Regions from separate parts of the Mus musculus genome. Here regions 1 and 3 are each linked to region 2. Evidence: chromatin contacts called from public Hi-C data. All regions are on one chromosome and are shown on one strand. Each heading gives the region's core, a stretch centred on a gene start, on an enhancer-like site or on the middle of the called end of the contact. The rest is flanking DNA. Distances are from core to core; before and after follow the strand shown.

The links. A called contact is a pair of places that touch in the nucleus more often than the background predicts.
Region 1: a contact with region 2 is called in a Hi-C map of the N1E-115 cell line, with 4 times the contacts expected there. The contact joins two enhancer-like sites. A contact is called at or near these places in 1 of 15 datasets of contacts at CTCF or cohesin (large pre-B cells) and 3 of 484 Hi-C or Micro-C datasets (the N1E-115 cell line, cerebral cortex and pre-B cells).
Region 3: a contact with region 2 is called in a Hi-C map of the N1E-115 cell line, with 4 times the contacts expected there. The contact joins two enhancer-like sites. A contact is called at or near these places in 2 of 15 datasets of contacts at CTCF or cohesin (the NIH/3T3 cell line and pro-B cells), 1 of 484 Hi-C or Micro-C datasets (the N1E-115 cell line), 1 of 115 datasets of contacts at active chromatin or transcription factors (embryonic stem cells) and 1 of 9 other capture datasets (embryonic stem cells).

The regions. Positions count from the first base shown.
Region 1 is chr4:53,930,195-53,933,085 of GRCm38.p6, reverse strand. No RefSeq gene overlaps it. Among named protein-coding and RNA genes, the nearest start is that of Gm33840, 20 kb to the left of the region's middle. Within about 2 kb of position 1,500, at least 34 of the 459 cell types and tissues checked have an H3K27ac peak or open chromatin away from gene starts, as enhancers often do. A contact at or near this core is called in the N1E-115 cell line and cerebral cortex, where this site is marked.
Region 2 is chr4:55,075,785-55,078,785 of GRCm38.p6, reverse strand. The region is part of intron 11 of Zfp462 (zinc finger protein 462); the gene reads right to left. Among named protein-coding and RNA genes, the nearest start is that of Gm42289, 8.1 kb to the right of the region's middle. Within about 2 kb of position 1,570, at least 54 of the 459 cell types and tissues checked have an H3K27ac peak or open chromatin away from gene starts, as enhancers often do. A contact at or near this core is called in the N1E-115 cell line and cerebral cortex, where this site is marked.
Region 3 is chr4:53,885,572-53,888,732 of GRCm38.p6, reverse strand. It overlaps the pseudogene Gm12468. Among named protein-coding and RNA genes, the nearest start is that of Tmem38b, 61 kb to the right of the region's middle. Within about 2 kb of position 1,607, at least 16 of the 459 cell types and tissues checked have an H3K27ac peak or open chromatin away from gene starts, as enhancers often do. A contact at or near this core is called in the N1E-115 cell line, where this site is marked.

The sequences.
Region 1 (2,891 bases), core at 251-2,750, 1.1 Mb after region 2:
GCACACAGAGCCTTGTGCATAAAAATCTGCATGTGCGCACGCGCGTGTGCGCGCGCGCGCACACACACACACACACACAGAAAGAGAGAGAGAGAGAGAGAGAGAGAGAGAGAGAGAGAGAGAGAGAGATATCAAGTATTCACCACAAGCAGGCACAGATGGTAAACAGATAAAAATGGACTCAAATTTATCTTCAAAGAAAAGAACTTCTACAATTAATTAGAGCTCAGGTCCAGAATTTCATCCAATATCCTTCCTTTTAATTTTATTTTATTTTATTTTATATTATTTTATTTGTTGTAGGTCTTTTGAGGCAGGGTCTCAGCTAGCCTCAAATTCACTATGTAAAAGAATAAACTTGAACGTCTAACCTTCCTCCTCACTATAAGTGAGCCACCACACCTGGTTTATGCAGAGCTGGCAAGCAAACCCAAGGCTCCAAGCATGCTAAGCAATCACTCTAGCGAAGGAGTAATATCCCCAGCCCAACAGACAACAACTTCTTCCCATTCCCCTCCATGCACTGCCCTGAGCTATATCCAGAGGTCCCAAGGTTTGGCAGGTAATTGATAGAAGAACCACAGGATTGCCCACTGAATCTGGTTTTTCTGGTGCAGCCTCCAAGGGTCTACTTCCTACCATTCTTAGAGTTCTCGCTTCCTTTAGACTCCTTCTAACTCCAACCAGCATATATTTAGTCCAAAACTTGGCTGCAAGCTCCATGCATCCCATTCAACCTCCTCTAGGTACTACTACTCTGAGATGCTCACCAGGTCATCAACAAGCACCCATCCTGACTCAGCCCCTGGATGGAGCACTAAAGATCAGGATGGATGGATTATAAAGACCCTCTCTGCTCACAGCCACACGTGAGGATTAACCTCGGTGATAGACAATTCGAGCAGCATGTGCTAATGGAGCCTCTTAGTATTCTCATAGACCTCACAAGCAGCTTGGTGGGTCCAACTTCCCTTCTCAAGCCCAACTGTTCAAAGACCCAGTAATCATGACCTGATAGAGACTAGCTAGCTGCCTGTGGACACTTGGGATGCTCTTTTTATGAGAGGTGTGTGTTAGTTCTCCGCCTTCCAAGCAGAAAAACTCCATCTTCCTCTCTTGCTTGGTCCTGGTGCCACTTTTAAGCAAGGGTGAACAGACATGCCTGGCGCTTTCTTCAGTCCATTCTGTGGTGCCGATTCTTTGCCCACAACCCTCCTTAGCTCAGTACAGATCAGCGCTTGCCTATGTGGCTACTGACCAACCACACCGGTGCAACTGAGAGACAGGCACAGAGCCAGGAGCACCGCAGGAGCTCAATAGCCCCGCCCACAGCCCAACACTACCACTCTCGGGGCCGTTCTGTCTCACTATCCCTCAGGACAGAAGCCTTGAGAGAGGAAGCCAAACCATGAAAAGATTCTTGGAGTTGTGGGAAGGAGAAGGCTGGATGAGCAAAGCCGACCTTGTCCCCAGAGCCTAGCACACGGTGCTCAGGGGCCACCTGCTGGCAGTTAGGGGCATATGTGACTTTGGGGGAGGAGCTCTTCAAGCCCAGCGCTCCTGTGCATGCACACAGGTGCTACAAACATGTCACACACACACACACACACACACACACACACACACCACAAATCTTACACATACAAACACTTATGTGCTTATACAGAACTATGTAAGATCATGCATACACACACATGAAGCCCTTAGCTTAAGAATGCAAATACGCAGACATAACACAATGCCCTATACTAATGTGTGTGCCTCTACTTACATACCCCAAAACACAAGCACACACATACACAAGTATGTATATGCATACCCTGGTCCCTGGTTTAGCCCCTCTCTCTACATGGCCTCTTTTGTAAGGTCAACCTTCCCAGATATGCCCAGTGAAGACAGAAGTCTCAGCGCTCACCCTGCACTGAGGAGTCCCATCTCGACCACTCTCCCTACCTTTTACCATCAGTCCATCCCTCCCCTCCCCCTTAATTCCAAAGGACCAATCATAACCCCAGAAAACTTAAAAGTATTTCAATGACTTTTGATTCTAAAGACCAAAACCAAAATCCTAATTTCTGTTTTGAATATGACCTACCTCTCCAGGATCAGGGCTCACCTCTTGACCTTCAGTGTCCCAGTTCTTCCCTGGCTGTGTTCGTCCCTCAATCAGCCACACCTTCTCCAAACTCAGACGTTTTGAATCTGTGCTTTCTACTACCCAGTCTCCTGTCCAGTCCCTGAAAGGCCTCCTTCCACTCTCTCTCAATGACACTTCTCCTTGGATGCCTTTTTATGCCCTAACATCCTCTTTGTGGGGGAGCTGTCTATCACACAGTATTGCTATTTATACTATTTAGTGATTTGCCTCTTTCTGCTCTGTCCCTTAAACTCCAAACTCGAAAAGGGCACGGAGGGACTTTGTCCCTTAATAATGTTTTTATATCAAGTTTCTACAGGTTGTGTATGCTACATTCGCTGATGATATATCAACCAAATCTTACTCCAAACGCATCTCCAATTCAACATACTCATGTCCCAGAGAGAGGTCGTAAGGATGGCACATCCTAACACAGCACAGGGCCACAAATTAAAGCCAGCACGTAGTCCTGTGTTGTATGTTAGTCCCTGTTCTGAATTCAAGCGATCTCATCATTTGATTGGTCTCAGGACTCAGAAGACCTGACTGGACATTTGTCCCTACCTTGACAAACCTGTGTCATTGTCTTCCTTGACCAAAACTTAACTATCTGATTGTTAAAGGCAGTGTTTATTTGACGTCTCTAATTAGTGAATAAATGAAAAAAAAATTTAAAATAAACAAAAAAGGCATAAGAATGATACTCATATAATTTTGTGCATGGAGGGAGAAGCATTCTAATCATGATACCAAG
Region 2 (3,001 bases), core at 321-2,820:
TTCTTCGTATTTCAAGTTAGGCCAAAGCATCACAACATGTGTACCTCCTTTGTCGGATGGATAGGAGCCCTGCAGAGACCCTCCTGGGTGGTACCCTAAGCAACGCTGAGGTTGGGCCGCCGGGAGCTTATATAAAAGCATGTCTGGGACATTGAGATGTCTCAGTAGATTAATGTTGCCTGCTCCCAGGCTCCATGACCGGAGTTTGATCCCTGGAGCCCACATAGTGGGAGACAAAAACCACCAACTCCTGCAAATTGTGCTTGGACCTCCACGTGTACAACTCTCTCACACATACGATAAATAAACACATGTAATAATAACTAATGATAAGAAAAGCAAGCATGTCCCCAGCCACTGACAGATCCTGGCCAACCGCCCAGTATTTATTTCTCAACCGGTGATATTCACAAGTACTGGGATACGCAGACATTTCTGAATGGGTCTGGTGTACACAGCAAATATTGGTCTAGCTGTTTTCTTCACTCCTGTGATGCTGCCACATGTGAGGGGCCTTATACACATGGATTGGCTAGCGAATTGTTTATAAGCCACACCTCCTGGCAAGCTCAAAGATGAGGGTTTACGTGGCCTTTGTGCTGTCCTTAGTCCTAAGCCCAGATGTCTTTCATTAGCCCACTGAGGGCCAAGTCTTCACACGGATAGTAAGTAGCAGACTACACAGTTCTGAAAAAAGGGTGGAGCTTGGGGAAACGTGATCATTTTCATCTCTGATTACCGTGGGCCCCTCAGCAGATTAGACGTCACAGGAAGACAACTTCTGATTGAAATGCCCCATATTTCATGAAATCTTCCAGACATTAGCTAGGACTCTGGGATGCCTTCATCCACTTCACAAGAAAGCTACGTGAACAGGGCCAGTTCTCACAAAAGACAAGGCATTCTCTCACAAATTAAGAAGATCACCACACAAGCCATTAAAAATAATTGCACAGACTATCTTCCTTGATTCTTTTCACTGGAAATGACACAGCGCCATCTGGTCTGCGCATTAATTCCTTAGCAGGGATTATCTTGGGCAAGAAATCAACAGAATGCCTTCCTGACTCCTCCTAGTTGCATAATGAGAGGGGGCAGGGTGGGCGGCGTTCTGCTTGGGTTCCTTTCAATTTCTTCGTGCGTGCGTGGCTTCTCTCTGAAATTCCCAGGCTGATCTTGCTGTGTGTCTATTCTGAGTACAGTCCTCAGCTCTCATGTCTGGGAAGGAACTGGGGAACAGGAAGGCCATGAACTCCCCAACCAAAGGTGTCTATATGAACGTCCAAATGATTCACAAGGAGAATGGAGCTGGTACTTGATCCTCTGCCCTCAGGAAACATGAAGCCGGTCATCTATTGTCTCCAAGGGCACATGCTAAGCTTCATCCTCACAGAAGAAGCCAGTCTACCTGTCACATCTCAAATCACTCTCCCTCAGCCTGAGAGCTGAGCTAATAGCCCCTCGTGCACTCTGCCAGAAGCCAGGATGTCTGGCAAAAACACCCCAGGCTATTGTTGGCCCTGTCTTCTTGGCAACAATCTACTGAGGTGGTGGAAGATTGATTCTAGGTTGTTTCCAAAGAGAAGGAGATAGGACAAAGGGAACCGTTCTTGCAAGGATGTGTGACAGGGAAGGGACAGTTTCAGCTTGCAATTCCCAAGGTACTCAAGTCAGTCCCTCATACACAACTTGTCTACCCAAGGAGGAGTTTTTCTTCTTTTGTTTAGGTCTCTGGATGTAGACATGACACTTTCAGAGGGAAGTAGAAGCCAGGCTGTTCGCCCTAATTCCATCTCGTGTGAAGCCGAAAGCCCAGTGGATAGACTGAGATCAAGCTGGACAAGCAGGAAGATGTGCTTGCTACCTCACATATTTCAGACGCGGTGTTTTCTCATGGCCTAAGCTTGTTTTATTTGTTTTGGGGGAGAGCATTGGGAAATGGAGGGCTCTGGAATGCTGATGGCTTCAGAAATAGCCTAGGCGTAGCCTTAGACATGAAGAAAGTCAAAATATCCAAGAAGGAATCTTTTATCTCATCAAGAGGGACAAGCAGAGCCCGAGTACCAGGAAGAAAAAGAAGCTTTTGTAGACTCACTCAGAAGCATCCTGTCTCCCTCTCCCTGAGGACAGCCAAAACAGTGAAGAGATGTTAAGGATTTGTTGTGAAGAACATATTTGTTAAAAGGTTAAAAAAAAAAGAAGGAAAGAAGGAAGGAAGGAAGGAAGGAAGGAAGGAAGGAAGGAAGGAAGGAAGGAAGGAAGGAAGGAAGGAAGGAAGGAAAAGAAATAAGGCATACTTCTGAGATCACAAGCATTTCCCTTATAAGAAATGGCCCTGAGTCAACCTACAGGAGAGGCTTTTGTTTTATGCAGTCTTGCAGGTTGACCACAGCAAGCAGCTTTTGACAAGTTAGCACGTTTTGGCTGTAAGCCTTGGCTCTCTATGTTAGTTGGAGATTGAAGGACCCAACTAGATCCCTTGATTATCACAGTGGGAGGGTAGGGACAAAAAAAACCACAGAAGAAAATGGCCTCAGGAAGACCTGCTCAGGTCTGCTAGATATTCTGCCATGGGGCCTTAGTCTAGCCCAAGGGCTAGTGCATTTCATGACTAGCGTCTCTTTAAAAAAAGAACACGTTAGCACTCTAAGGGGTTGAAGATGTGTGTAGTGTTAAGAGATCTGCTCTGGAACAACAAGACTGAGATTTACCCTTCAGTGGGTTTATTATCTATCTTCTTACCTTACTTTAGATAGGTTTTAAGTTTGTCAGAACTCTTATTTATTAGGTCCATGTCTTGGATGCCATGCCATTTAATTAATGTTTTTGGCACTCTTAAAATCCACGGCCTCTCACACCACAGGCAAGAATTTTATCACTGAGTTACATCTACCCTTCGCTTTCCATTGTAACGTCAAGGTAACTAGAAAAGACCCCATATAGCCATAACAACCTAGAGTGAACACGATAAGAAGTTCGAGGCACTCCATTCCGTGACTTT
Region 3 (3,161 bases), core at 358-2,857, 1.2 Mb after region 2:
AGACAGAAAGTCCTGACACCCCACCCCACCTCAGACCTAAAGAGCTAGACACTGGGTGAAGCCAGAGATGGCTTTTCAGAGCCCTACAGATCACTCTGATCCCCTTCCGATTCAAGCATCGATGATCTTAACACTATGAAATGATTTCTTTAGACACAGGATCTCACACAGTCCAGAATGGCTTCACACTTGACTTGTAGCCAGAGATGTCTTTGAACTCTCAATCCCCCGACTCCACCTTCCTAGGGCTGGGGTTACCGGTGTGTACCACCACGCCTAGTTTATGGGTTCTGTGACTCAAACCCCCAAGCTTCAGGCACTGAAGACAAGCACTCTGCAGACTAAGCTACATCCCCAGCCCAGTATGAACTGATACAAGATGACTCATTAATTGACTGCTGTAGTGTTATCTTTCCTTTCTTAATTTTCTGTTTCCCTAATACATTTTGGCATTTTATTTGTGTATGTAAGGTTTGACTAAGTATGTTAAACATATTAGCACACCACTGTATTCTTATTTGGTGATCTAATTGAAGAGAATATTAACTTAATTTAAATATATAAAAACTGCCCACGAGTCTTCTCATATGCTTTATGCTTGGTCACTGTCACATTATCTTATTCTTTCTGAGTTTTATTTCTTTAATATTTCCTGCCCGTTCTAATTTTCCCAGTGAGCTGCTCTATGCCTTAACCTCCCGCAAATATTTGGAGCTCCAGTAGTTAATTGCATCCAAAACTTTCAAAATCTGTATTTATTTATCAACTATAAAGACTGCAATTTTTACTCTGGTCTATTGAAAAAAACTGTAGAAATTAAAAGCTGCATTCTCCCTTCCCTCCAGACTTTTCTCGATGCTGCCCTTTATTTTGAAAGGGACAATATTTTCCCCTTTAAAGAAGTATCATTTCTTTTTCTTTTAAAGATTTATTTATTTATTACCTGTAAGTACACTGTAGCTGTCTTTAGACATCTCAGAAGAGGGCATCAAATCTCACTATGGATGGTTGTGAGCCACCATGTGGTTGCTGGGATTTGAACTCAGGACCTTCAGAAGAACAGTCAGTGCTCTTAACCGCTGAGCCATCTCTCCAGCCCTGAAATATCATTTCTTTACATATAACCTTTACCTCCCCTACAACTGTATTGCTAAATTATGTTTAGTAAGTTCAGAGTTCACTGCAGGAAGATTCACATTTCTTGCACCTCACTGCCTTGCTAAGCTGTAGTGTATAGCTATAGTGTATACATGGGGCATTTGATATGTATATATGTATGTATGTATGTATGTAAGAATGTACACTTGCAAATGTGTGTGATATCAGTGTGTGCAAGTTCAAACTCCTTTACATGCATAGGCCAAAGGAGGGTGTCAGAGGTCCTATTCTAGCACTCTCCACCTTATCCTCTTGTGACAGGGTCTCTTGCTGATCCTGGATACTGTAGTCCTTTAGGTAGGCTGTCTAGCCAGCGGACATCAACAACACCCTGGTCTCTGCCACCCAGGTTTTTTTTTTTTCTGCTCCTATTGTTTTTCACTTCCATGTCTCTTTTTATTTTCCTACTCTCTTTCCTCCCCTTAACAGACTGGACCATTTAATGGAAGAAAGTATCCACATGATTCTTATTAGGAATTGATATTTTAATGTTCCTTTCACTTTTAAGACCTATTTCGGAGGGAGGCGAACATGCTTTGCTGCGTCCGGCACATCGCCATGCCTCCTGGGCTGCAGAATTACTCCATAAACTTTGCATTGATTTTCCTAGGCTCTAACTTTAGGAGCGAGCTTTATTTGTCCAGTACTGAAGCTTTGCCAAGAAAGAACCAGTCTGGGAATCGTCAGAGACGACGTGAGAGGGTAGTGAAAGAAAGGGTCTTCTCGAATCCTTTACTTCCTGTCTTCAGATCCAAAGGAAGAAAAATGCCTCTGACTAAAATTGGAGCGTTTAACCCAGAGAATTGAAGGAATGCCTTGAAGGACTCACACAGGCAAAAGAATCAAACAGGCAAAGATTTCCTGCTATGCCCTCCTCAAACGCATCCCCAGTCCCACGGTGGCTTGGAGCCAGAAGGAAGCGAACGTAAAGCCCAAGGCATCGAGTCAGTGCCCCTGCCGTAGCACAGGCTGCACTTAAACCCAGACTGCCTGACACCCACTCTCAAGCCAGCGCTTCCAGGCACAGCGGTCAGCAATATCCATTCACATCACTCCTGCAGGGGCAGCTACGGCTGTGCAGAGGACCCGCCTTCATTCCAGAAGCAGTCAACTTCTTCCTGGCCCTCCCTGGGTGCCTCTTGATTCTAGTATTCTCTTAGCACTTCATAAGAACGTTCTCTTGGAATTCACATCTCTGGTATTCCTTTCAAGTTATCCTCTTCTCCCTAAATTACCACAGCATTCACTAGGTCAGACCTTTCTCGGCCATTCTCTTCATGACCCTGGTGGTCACTGAAGCTTACACTTCAGAAGAAAGGTCTACTGTAAGGAGATTCATGAAGAGATAGGCTGATCTGCCTCTTGCGTGAGGTGGAGGGGGACTGTGAGATTAGGGGTGCTTATTCACCAGCCAGCCTCTGGGAAGGATTTAAGGATGGGGAGCAGGTGGAAGGCACCATCCTTGATGCCCTCTGACCCCACTGACCCCTGCCTGCAGCAAGAAGTCTATTCTGGGTTACCATACTGACAGTGTGCCCGCTTACACTCCGATTTGCTGAAATTTTTTAGGAGATATTCTTCTTCCATCAGTTTTGGATAGAAAAGAACCCCATTGCTTAGAGGGATGCCTGTGAGGAAGGAGCAGAGATTAGAAACAAAAACAAGGCGCCACATCCCGATCAGTTTGCTCAGCATCTCCATGGTACTGTGGACTCTGAACGATGAAAGTTCTCACACTCCCCAGGTAAACTTGATCCCACCTCAAAGCTTGCCTCTATTCAACGTCACCACCACGGGCAGCAAGGGACACTGGTCCTCTCCAACTGGGCTTGCTCTTAATCTAAACATAACACATCCTCTGTATTCCAGCAACATTTTTCAACATTTTTGATCCTCACATCTCTAGGGAACACCCTCATTTTCATGAGTATTTTTACACTGAGTAAACTTATCGCTGTTTTCAAGGCTGGAAGAGACTGACTGCTTGGCCTCAGTCTTCCATC